Linked DNA regions of Sus scrofa: region 1 is linked to region 2. A link is a contact called in public Hi-C data. All regions are on one chromosome and are shown on one strand. The core of a region is the stretch at or near the end of the contact, and the rest is flanking DNA. Distances in the headings are between cores, read along the strand shown.

Region 1 (6,263 bases), core at 2,007-4,506, 140 kb after region 2:
GCCAAAAAAAAAAAAAAAAAAAGTACATGGTATTGCCCACTCCCCCACACCCCACCCTCGCATATTCTTTTTCTTGGGCTACCCCTCAAAGCACAGTGTGGAATTATTTCGTTTGTCGACTAGTTCTCATCTTGAGTTCCCCACTGGAATCTAAGGTATATCGCTGGTCTGGCTCAGAGCAGCCACAAGACTTACGCAGGGAAGCCCAGCAGCGCCGGAACGTGGGAATTCCAATCCCTCCCCAGCTTTAGACCTCAGGACCCAGCTGTGCTCACTGATGTGCAAATGGTCCCTTCAAGCTGGGTCACTTTGAGTGAGTCCCTTCCCCTCTCTGTGCCTCAGTTTCCTTTTCTGTAAATTGAGAATAAGATAATCCACTTCCTGGGCTCTTGCAAGTATTAAATAAGTGAACACATATTTAATACAGCACATAGACCATGAAAAGTGCTTCATCATTATTATTTTCAGGCTCGGATCAGCCCAGGAAAAGACTATCCAGAGCTACACTATTCCACACAGTAGCCACCGGCCACGTGTAACTACGGAGCACTGGAAATGTGGGGGTACATACTAAGACGTGCTGCGAGTATAAAATGTACATGGGATCTTAAAGACTTAGGATGAGGGAGAAAATGCAAAACATCTCATCGATAATTTTTATATTGATTAGATATTGAAATATCTTGAATATACTGGGTTAAACAGAATATATTATCCAAACTAATTTCACTTGTTCCTTCTTACTCTTAAATGTGGCTGCTGGGAAAACTTAAATGACCTATGTGGCTCCCATTATATTTCCTTTGGACAATGCTGGCCTAGCAGGCACTCATATACTTCGAGCATATTATAAATGATTGGATCCATCATAGAAGGTGGGCAAGATCTTTATAGTCAGGAAAATAAATATTATTTATAAATATTGTAAAAGAAAAAGGCAATTTAAAATGAAGTATTCTGGGGAGTTCCCACTGTGGCTCAGTGGGTTAAGAACCTGACTAGTATTCATGAGGATGCAGGTTGCATCCCTGGCCTTGCTCATTGGGTTAAGGATCCAGCATTGCCGTGAGCTGTGGTGTAGGTTACAGGCTCAGCTCGGATCCTGCGTAGCTGTGGCTGTGGTGTAGGCTGGCAGCTGCAGCTTGGATTTGACCCCTAGCCTGGCAACTACCATATGCTACAGGTGTGGCCGTAAAATAAGAAAATAAAATTAAATTAAATTAAGTATTCTAAGACCAAAATATTTTGAAAGGATGGCATAAAAATATTAATACCTTATGTCAATTTATGTCTCAGTTATTTCAGAGTGCTTTCACATTTGTAGTCTCATTTGCTTCATGTAATAAGCCTGTAGGGCAAGTATAATCAATTCCATCTTACAACTGAAACCCAAGAGATAGCGTGACTTCCTCAAAGACAGTTCTACTGATTTCCATGCACTGTGGCGTCCTTGTGCACCAGGTATTGTGCTACATGAGCACTCAGCAAAGACTACCTCATTTCGTATTTGCATTAATCCCATGCAGACATGTAGGCATAAAACCCCACTTTACAGATTAACCAACCAAGTCCTAAAAAGTGAAGAGACCTGCCCAAAGCCACACAGTTTGAAAATGGTAGAGTGGAGATTGAACCTGAGTTCATATCTTAACTATGAACCATACCTTCTGCCTCAGTGACTACAGAGTGATGGGAATTGGCAAAGAGCTGTTTAAAAAAAAAAAACAAAAAACAATTTTCTGGAGTTCCTGTTGTGGCGCAGTGGAAATGAATCCAACTAGGAACCATGAGGTTGCAGGTTCAATCCCTGGCCTCGCTCAGTGGGTTAAGGATCCGGCATTGCCGTGAGCTGTGGTGTAGGTCGCAGACTCCGCTTGGATCCTGAGTTGCTGTGACTGTGGCTGTGGTGTAGGCCGGCGGCTACAGCTCTGATTCGACCCCTAGCCTGGGAACCTCCATATGCCACGGGAACAGCCCTAGAAAAGGCAAAAAGTCAAAAAAAAAAAAAAAAGGAAAGAAATACCAATTGTCTGATATGTAAAGATAGAAGTTCACTTTCCCTATAAGAATCTAAAAAGGAAATGAATAGTGTCTGCAAACAAGGTGGCAAATAATATACTCATTGTTACAGATGAGAAAACTGTCGCCCCGAAAGGTTATGTGAGAGGAGTCATGACGATAAGTATTTTCCGGGGCGGTGGTCTTCCCGCTGCTCCATGCTCTCCCCCGTGTTGCCCACGGTTTTCCCTCTGGGTTCTGCAAGTTCCTATGAGAGTGTTGCACAGACTCGTGACACCATTGGATGGTCAACAAAGGCCAACCAACTACCAGGTGCACTAAACACCATTTCCCTAAGCTTCCCTCTTCCCTTCTTCCATTTCAGTAAACAATTCACTCAGTATATATTTAGAAAGCAGGTGCGGTGTTCTTACATTGTAATGGTTTGGTGCGGGAGTTTCAAGTTTGAGAACTTTCCTGAAGCTTGGCAGCTGGAACATGCTGGAACAGGAATTACTGAAGTCTTTCTTCGAAACAAAATGTGATGGGATTGTGTATGCATTAGCTGCAGGGTGTTTAGAAATGATGGTATCCAACCGGGCCCGCTGTGAGGAAAAGCCAAAGAATCCACATCACCACTTATCTTATGGCTCTGAAGGACAGATGTCAAAGAGATGGTGCCTGGCATTTACTCTTTTTTTTTTTTTTAATCTTTTTAGGGCTGCCTCTGCAGCACATGGAGGTTCCCAGGCTAGGGGTTGAATTGGAGCTATAGCCGCTGGCCTACGCCACAGCCACAGCAACACAGGACCCGAGCCATGTTTGCAGTCTACACCACAGCTCACAGCAACACCAGATCCTTAACACACAGAGCAAGGCCAGGGCTCGAACCTGCGTCCTCATGGATATTAGTCAGATTAATTTGTGCTGAGCCACAACGGAAACTCCTAAAAGCACTTTATGAAAGGTGAAACTCTGGCAGGGAACAATGACAAAATTACCTTGGGCTTTGAGGATTTATTTGCTCTTGGAAAATGCAAGTTCAGGCCTGTGTTTACTTCTGTAAACTAACTCAAATTATTCATCTTATGTTTGGGATTTGGCAAAAGTAATTTTTGCCATAAATGCATTTTCACCCAATCCTGATGCAGGCCGCTTGACTCATCAGCTGCTGGGTGATTTGTACAATGGGAGGCTGTAGTCTTTTTTCTTCCTACCTTGGCTTTCCTTTGAGTCAAACCTCACTTCTCGTTTCTGAGGTTAAATAATCAGAACTTCCTAAATAACCGATTTGTTTCTAAGGCCTCCAAGGTCCAAGGTCCCATGAGGAACCACGCCTGTCCACCCACGCCTCCTCTCCCCCCACGTAATCACTGATTTCATAAAACCCTACGATATTTTTGGTGTTTCAACAGAACAAATCCTACCCCTTCCAGGAAGCTATGATAAACTATTTTCGGTTAAAAAAAAAAAAAGAATCAATGTTTGCCAAATGAAAAGGGACAAAAGCCATAAAAACTGGGCGATAACATCACCTTTCCCTGGGGTAGTATGGCAAGTATTGAAGCCTGATAAAACAAAAAATTTGTTTTGTTATTTCATGGTTAAAAGCTTGAGAACGTTGCCCGGGTCACCTCTGCTGGATAGGGGTCAGCGACTCCCCAAGCACAGAAGGTGGGGGAGGCTGTGTGAAGGCCTCAGGGCCCCACCTGACCTCACGCTGTACTTGGTGGCGGTAACTCTCTCCACCTGGTTCAGGCGCCACTGATTACTGGGCGGATGCGCCATCAGAAGCAGGAGCGTTCTTGTCCAGTCTTAGTTGTGCCGAGTCTAACCTGGGTTCGAGTCCCAGATCTGCCTCCTCCCACGTGGAAGGATGCATGGATGTTCTCAGAAGTAAGGTCACCCCAGCCTGGGAGTCACTTTGCCTTTGCGCTTGGGGCAATAGTTAGCTGCATACTTTTCGGGGGCTTTGCACTGAATCCCCATGACAACCCTGTGTAGACGCTGTTATGATTTTACCCCCACTTTGCAGATGAGGAAACTGAACCTCCTCAGCTAGTGAAGTGGTGGAACCAACATCCTCACCCAGACGGTCTGTCTCCACGAGGTGAGCAGCTGATAAATGCCTGTGGGAGGTTTTAATTCAGGAAGAATCACCACTCAAAATCTCCTGTGCCCAGGGGTGGAGGCGCACCCTCTGCTCTTTCCTCTTAACTCCCACAGAAGAAGCGTGTTGAGATCAGACCTTCCTTGGTGCTACCTTTTGCAGTGTGTCTGTCTTGGGTCACCCAGCGGTATAGACAAGTATGTTTTTCTTTTGTTCTTTTTTGTCTTTTTAGGACTGCACCTGCAGCATATGAAAGTTCCCTGGCTAGGAGATGAATTGGAGCTGCAGTGGCCGGCCTACACCACAGCCACAGCAACAAGGGATCTGAGCCACATCTGCGAACTAAGCTGCAGCTTGGGGCAACGCCGGATCCTTAACCCACTGGGCGAGGCCAGGGATCGAACCTGCACCTTATGGATACTAGGCCGGTTTGTTACTGTGGAGCCACAACAGGAACTCCAGCAAGTGTGTTTTCTTAAAGCACTCTTTCCCAAAGTGTGTTCCTTGGCATCCCAGCTCTATAAGATAAGATCCTATTGGTCATAGCAGCAGTAAGGAGAGAGCTCCAGGGTCAAATAAATTTGAGAAGTCTCACGACATGATCCCATTTCAGAGATTCCTAGCACTCATGGGGGTAGTAAATGCTCTGAGAAGAGCCACAGTAAAGAGACCTAACTTGGTTTAAACAGCCCTTTTCAACCTTCCTCCATCATAGGATCTTTTTGGCTTAGAATATCTACCAACATACCCTTTGGGAACGGTTGTTCCGAAAGATGCCTGTTCGAAGCAAAGTTTCATAAAATGTCATAATGGAGTTAGCGCCCGAGCACAGCTCAAGTGACACTTGCTCCCCAACCCTCCCTTGATTTTCTTTTCATTGTCAGGCCTACGGTCCCCAATCTGGCCTCATGCTGGCACTTATGAGCCCCCCTCCAGCACATACCAGTTCTTCCAAAGTCACTGCTGCCCCTGGGCAAATACAGAAAGGCTGTGGAAGTCTCCCCAGCCTGCCTCGTTTGACTTCCTAGTCGGCCCTGTGAATAATTCTGGAGCAAAGCTTTGGAATACAGTAGATTATGTGGACTTTGATGACAGGTCCTCTCAAAAGATTGAGTGCAATTGTTCCAAGAGTCATCAGGAAGTTTCTAAAACGTATTGACCCACAGAGGGTTTTGGTCGGCCTCACCCCAGCATCACACTCCTTCTACCATACCAGTGTCAATAAGGCAGACCTTTCTCTGACAAGGACTGCGTTTTTTTGTTTTTTTTTTTTTTTTCCTGGCCATGGACATTCTCAGGCCAGGGATCAAGCCCGTGCCACAGAAGTGATAAGACCGAATCCTTAACCACTAGGCCGCCAGGGAACTCCACGAGCAGGACCGCTTCTATTTCTTTTTTCTTTCTTTTTCTTTCTTTTCATTTGTTTGCTTTTTATGGAGGCACATAGAAGTTCCCAGGCGAGGGATGGAATCGGAGCTGCATCTTCAGGCCTGACCACAGCATAGCAACATGGGATCTGAGCCACATCTGCAACCTACAGTGCAGCTTGCGGCAATGCCAGATCCTTAACCCACTGAGCGAGGGCAGGGATCAAAACTGCATCCTCATGGACACTATGTCGGGTTCTTAACCCACTGAGCCACGATGGGAACTTTTTTTTTTTTTTTTTTTTTTTTAGGAGGACTACTTTTAATCCCTTCAGAGTCTTGGAATCTGGAACCAGGAGGCACTGAACATGACAGTCACCAAAAGAAGGGGCGGAGGAATGAAATTTGTGTCCAGTTCGGAAAGGAACTAGGCAAGATGCGGGGAGGTCCTGACAGAGCTCCTCCAACCACTTAAGGGCCCTGCCCAAGGATGCAGGCACTTGTGTGTTTATCCATGTAAATACAAACCCTCATATCCATCACAGCCAGGAGAGGAAGCCTGAACAGCTCTGCATCTGACTTCTCTGGGGTTGGGTCTGAGTTTTTTAAAGACCTGAAAGGTCTGATGAGATCCTGTCCTGTGCAGATCTTCCCTGGGGCCCCTTCTCCTCCAGACGGCCGGGCTGCGTCATCTGGAAAGTTACTGCCCGTAAAGCCCAGCAGGGAAATTGATGGTGTGCTCTGATTCAGTGCCTTCTTTGGCACCAGGCAGGAATGGGCTGTGCCAC
Region 2 (5,720 bases), core at 1,955-4,454:
AGTAGGAGAGGCTCTGTCCTTGATCTCAGGTTCCTGACACTCGGCAGGGGAAAGACAAGGAGGAAACCTGATAACTTCAGAATATGATGTTTTATAAAAAAATTTTTTACAGAAAAAAAAAGGGTGGGGGACAGGGAGTGATTGTCCACAGGGGTTGCTGAGGGTCTCACTGAGGCGATGAGTCATAAATGATGGGAAGGTGGGAGCCACGGGAAGTTCTAGGGAAAGAGCATTCCAGGGAGAGGAGACAATGCAGACAGCCGTCCTACAGGCTCAGCGCCCTGTGAAGCAGGGTGATGGGAAGGAGAGGTGAGCAGGGACCAGGTCAGAACAGGATCTTGAGGTCATGGTGACAAGAGTGACTTTTATTCCTAGTGCGATGGGAATCCAGTGGGAAGTTCTGAGCAGCCGAGTCAGATAATCTGATTTAGAGTCTTAAAATACCACTCTGGCCACCACATGCCAATGGACTGTGGAAGGGCAAGGGCAGATAGGACAGCACATCAGAAACGACTGACAGTACAGATTGGGGTGGTGGGGATGGCCAGAAGTAATCAGACCACCTCCTCCAGGAAGCCACCCTTGCTTACCCTCTCCCTAATCTGAGTGGGGGCCTCCTCCAGCTCTCTCGCACCCTGATCATCTTTTCCTGGGCTGCAGAGCCTGGAGAATGAGCAAGGATGGGGTGGTGATCAGAGTTTGGTTCAGGGATGTGTAAAGTTTGAGATGTTAAGGGGACATCCCAGGAGCCCAGCAGAGGGGGGCAGGTGGATCTGAATCCAGCCTGGGGCGGGGGCCTGAGGAGGAATACACTTGGGAATCATCAGCTTCGTGATGGGACCAGGGAGGTCACCTGCCTCCTGGCCCAGTGCTCTTTCCCCCGTTTCTCTCGCTGTCTGGCCCTTTCTTGCTCTCTCAGGTCTCTGGCAGAGCCTCCTAGAAACAGGCGGGCGAGGGGGGCCTCCGGGGCGATGCAGAACCCTGCCCTCCGTTTTCCCCACCTGCCCTGGCCCCGTTCCTTTGGCAAACAGCCCTGGGCCTCCTAGGCTGCTGTATTTCAGAAAAGCGTTCCAGTTTGGCAAAGCAAATAGAGCCGAGGAGAAAGGCAAGACCTTGCAAAATAGCACCAGGCCCCCAAAGGAGAGTTTTCTTGGTCTTTTCTTTCACGTTCTCCACTGGCCTCAAGCCAAGAATGTGTCCTGTTTTTTCTTCTTTGGTCCCTTCCCACCGCCCACCCCATCCCTTGGTGTCTGCATTTCCCAGAGTGTTAATCTCTCATCGCAAGGGTGGGAATTCTCAGAGATGGCTCGGAGGTACACAGCTGGCCTGGGCCCTCCTCTTCCCTCCCACAAAGCCCTGGGCTGCCAGCAGAATGGTGGGAAGGAGTGTGGGCTCTGGAGCGGGACTGCCTGGATTTCAGTCTTACATAGCAGCTGTGTGACCTTCAGCAAGGTACTTCCCTCTGTGCCTCAGACCTCTAATCCATAAAATGGGGATAACTGTACTACGTGGGTAGGTTGGTCGTGAGGCGTGAGTTAATATATGCAAACGGTGATGATTATGATGTCTCTGCGCTATGTCAAGATAAAGAACACAAGCCCCAGGAGTTCCCCTTGGGCTCAGCAGAAACCGAGCATCCATGAGGATGTAGGTTCGATCCCTGGCCTCACTCAGTGGGTTAAGGATCTGCTGTTGCCATGAGCTGTGGTGTAACTCGCAGATGTGGCTCAGATATGGTATCGTGGTGGCTGTGGTGTGGGCCAGCATCTACAACTCAGATTCAACCCCTAGCCTGGGAACTTCCATATGCTGTGGATGCAGCCCTAAAAAGACAGACAAAAAAAAAAAAAAAAAGAACACAAGCCCCAGAGGGACACAGCTCCATGACTTATCGCTTAACCCGAGTGCCTCAGGTCTTATCTAGAACAAAAACACCCTCATAGGTGTGGGGGGCTTGTACAGGTGATGCAGGTTGGAGCTCTTACCAATGCCTGACACGGAGCCCTGAGTGCCCTGTGGATGTTGACTTGATGGAGAAATCAGTGCACTTCCTTACCTGGGCTTCCTAAATGTGGCTCAGGCCTTTGACCTTTTTAGCCCAGGCTGAGAATCACTCACTGGCAGGCTCCTCTGCCCAGACTCATCCTCATGATGCCTGAAATTCCACCATTACTGCTTCATTTCTTTGGCTTAACACTTTGCCTTCATTAAAATACAGATAGCCCAGAAAAAGGTCACCAGTTCAGTTTTCAGTCATTTATCCCTTAGTGTGAGGATATTTATCAGCCCTTTTCCTGAGAGGGATACGGGAAGAAAAAGCATGCTCTCCCATCATGCCCCTCCCCTGGGCTTGGCCTTTAGGCCCTCCTGTTGTCCCTAAAGGGAGTTCCTGGACTTCACCCGCAAGCTCTGTCAGGATCTGTTCCCCATCCACCGCTCACTCTGCATGTCCCACACGACCCCTTGGCCAACCTGGATGGCTTCTCATCCACAACTTGGGCCTTCAGGCCCCTGTGTCTTTGCTCATTCAAGTCCTATCCCTCAAATCCCAGCCCCATCTTCCCATTCCCACCCCTCACGTTGTTCTTTGCTTCTCTTAAATGGTCTCTGTGATGGTTTCTGAGCCTCAGCACTGCCGACACTTGGGACAGGATAATTCTTGGTTGGGGAGATGATCCTATGATGTGCAGGATATGTCCTGTGACATGCAGCCCCCTGGATCCTACCCACTAGCAGACCATTGCCACGCTCCCGGTGTGATAGCCCATCACGTCTCCAGACATTGCCCAGTGTCCCCTGGGCCAGGTGGGCTGAGACCCACTGGTGTATAACATACAGCAAGGGGCTTGGTGTTGGCTAGACCTTGTGTTCACGCCCTGCTTTGCTCCTGCTACGAGGGGGACTGGGCAGGACCTACCCCAGCCTTGGTTTGCTTGGCTGCAAAGTGGCCCCAGAAAGCCTGTCTCACAAACATTTCTCTTTTGGCTGCACTAATGCCATACAGAAGTCCCCGGGCCAGGGATCCAACCCACACCACAGCAGCAACCCCAGCCACAGCAGCGACCATGCTGGATCCTTTAACCACTAGGCCACCAGGGAACTCCAGATAACATTTAAAAACCATTGCTGTTGCAAGGTTCCCGTGACAGATGCTTGAAAAACCGCAGCTAAAATTCATGTGACGACAATGCCATCTGCTCAGACTAAATTCGTCCTCCCTGTTTCCTCATTTCAGGAAGTGCCACCCTTCTCCCTCTGCCCAGCAGAGCCAGGCCCCAAACTCTGGAGTCTTTCCTGATTTCTACAGCCCACATCCCTCCGCCAGCAAATGCTTCTGGCCCCTCCAAACCCAGCCCCGAGCCAGCCCTTCTCCAGACTTCCACCCCTCTCACCCCACCTCTCCAGGTGTGCATCACAGCAGCTCCCACCAGGCTCCTGATTCCACACCATTGAATCCACTGTCCACATGGCAGGGGTTCTTCCTGTAACAAACCCTCACTGTCCTGGCCCAGCTTCTCCCTGCCTCGCCCAGCCGGCACCATCCTCACTGGCCCGTTCCTGTTCCTCAGACAGAATTGTGACCACTGCTGTCTCTCCACGGCCTTGGTCACCCTGCCTGGGATGGGGGCCTCGGCACTCACCTGGCTGGTACCTTCCCGCCAATCCCACCCCCTCCCCTCCAGGGCCCTCTGGAGGCCTCGCCTGACTCCCCACCCATAGCACCCTCCCCCACCCCAGTTACACCTGGGCCCTTTATCCCACTTGCTGGTCTTCCCAGCCTTTATCATGATCAGAAACTATGCTCTTTATTTATTTTCAGCCTCGCCTATTAATAGGCTTCCCCAACCAGAATGGCTAGCTGCTTACAAGAGGGGCCCTGTCACATCCACGGCTGCATCCTCGGGGCCCAATTCAGTACCTGTCACACAGCGGGCATCCAGTAAGCACTGGGCGAAGATGGGGATCCAGCTGTAAAGAGCTGCCATCCTGAAAATGCAGCTCAGATGCCACGTGCCCCCATCCTGCCCCCCAATTTCCCTCCTCCGAGCCCCTGAGGGAGCTGCGTCTCTCTCCCTTAGCTGAGGGACGTGGCCCTTTGACTTCTTTATGGAACACGGCCCATTTCCCCAGACCCCCACGGTGAGCTGCTGGAGGGCAGGGCCCAGGACACGCTCCTTCCTCCCCACCCCCACTTTCCCTCCTATCTTTCCTTTCTTCCTTCCTTCCTTTCTTTTTCTTTTTCTTTCCTTCCTTCCTTCCTTTCTTTCTTTCTTTCTTTCTTTCTTTCTTTCTTTCTTTCTTTCTTTCTTTCTTTCTCTCTCTCTCTCTTTCTTTCTTTCCTTCCTTCTTTCCTCTCTCTCTCTCTCCTTCCTTCTTTCCTTTTTTTTTTCCTTTCTTTCCATTTTTAGGGTCGCACATGGAAGTTCCCAGCCTAAGGGTTGAATTGGAGCTACAGCTGCCGACCTATGCCGCAGACACAGCAACGTGGGATCCCAGCCATGTCTGCAACCAGATCCTTAACCCATTAAGCGAGACCAGGCATTGAACCCTCGTCCTCATGGATACTAGTCGGGTTCGTTACCCGCTAAGCCACAAGGGGAACTCAGAGGACAGGCTTATTTCTCTATCTCCCACAGATCCCCGCCCGAAGAAAATTCTGAATACATACATATGGGGACAGTTGGTGCCTAGGGAGGGGTAGGAAGGGCCCAGCCATTTGCTGATTATATCAGGAGCTTGGCAGACAAACTTCATCTCCCCTGCTGTAGCAGATTAAAGATGACTCCTTCCCTTGACATAGGTGGGCCTATGCCTGCTTTGACCAGCAGAATACAGCAGAAGCAGTGCCCTTCTAGGACCTCGTTCAGGCCTTGAGAAATTGCAGCTTCTATTTGCCATCACGTGGAGTTTTGCGCTGCCTGTGGACAGGTCTTCCTACTCTGGCTAGTGAAATCATGTGCAGAGGCCCCATGACTGTGTGGATAGGGACAGGGCCCAGTTGAGCCCAACCTTACAGCAGTTCTCACCAAGCTTCCAGGAATGTGGGTGAAGCTGATGACCCCTTCAGATGAGCCCAGCTGCCAGCTGAATCAAGCAGCCTCAGTAATGCCACGTGAAGCCAAATTATTGCCCCGGCAACCCCTGCCTGAATTCCTAACCCACGAAATCATGAGATGTGATAAAATGCTTGGTTTAAACCACCCGCTTTGTAATAGGTTATGGGGACACATGTCAGCTCTGTTGGAGGTGGCTGCCTGGATGGTGCCATGAGCCAGTCTGAAGTTGTATCTGGGCTGGGTGGGGAAGAGGGTCTGTGATCTATTAGTAATGTCTGCCATGCGTACAGCAGGGGGAAAAAGTAGGACTTAACTGTGTTGCACGTTTCATGTTCCTGGCAAATGCATGTTGAATACAGTAGGGCAGGATTTCATGGAATCCTCGCAAGGAGGGCTTATCATAGTCACTTTATAAATAAGGAAATTGAGGAACAGAAAGGTTGTATCACTTGCCTATTAGTTTACTCAGCTAGCAGGGGGCAGAGTAGATTATGGGGCTCCTTAAATGAGGCAGGAACATAGGCGTTTCCCCAGAGGCAAAGCTTTCCTCCAGCACAGATTTTCAAACCTCCCCTCCAATCTGAGTGATGGCTGACCCCTCACCCTACCTTCTGTTTGCTAAACCTCAGTCATCCCAGGCCCGGCTCTAATTTGGGGCCGGGG

What was found. Hi-C and Micro-C count contacts between places; a contact is called where the count stands out from the background.
Region 1: a contact with region 2 is called in a Hi-C map of retroperitoneal adipose tissue, with 1.8 times the contacts expected there. The contact joins two enhancer-like sites. A contact is called at or near these places in 20 of 47 Hi-C or Micro-C datasets (alveolar macrophages, blood, brain and 11 more) and 1 of 2 datasets of contacts at active chromatin or transcription factors (alveolar macrophages).

What each region holds. Positions count from the first base shown.
Region 1 is chr6:82,073,230-82,079,492 of Sscrofa11.1, forward strand. It overlaps STPG1 (O(6)-methylguanine-induced apoptosis 2), which reads right to left. Exons shown (of 8, transcript XM_021095547.1): 4 at 2,433-2,603. Among named protein-coding and RNA genes, the nearest start is that of STPG1, 35 kb to the right of the region's middle. Within about 2 kb of position 3,257, at least 5 of the 83 cell types and tissues checked have an H3K27ac peak or open chromatin away from gene starts, as enhancers often do. A contact at or near this core is called in alveolar macrophages and retroperitoneal adipose tissue, where this site is marked.
Region 2 is chr6:81,935,152-81,940,871 of Sscrofa11.1, forward strand. No RefSeq gene overlaps it. Among named protein-coding and RNA genes, the nearest start is that of IFNLR1, 24 kb to the left of the region's middle. Within about 2 kb of position 3,205, at least 3 of the 83 cell types and tissues checked have an H3K27ac peak or open chromatin away from gene starts, as enhancers often do. A contact at or near this core is called in alveolar macrophages and retroperitoneal adipose tissue, where this site is marked.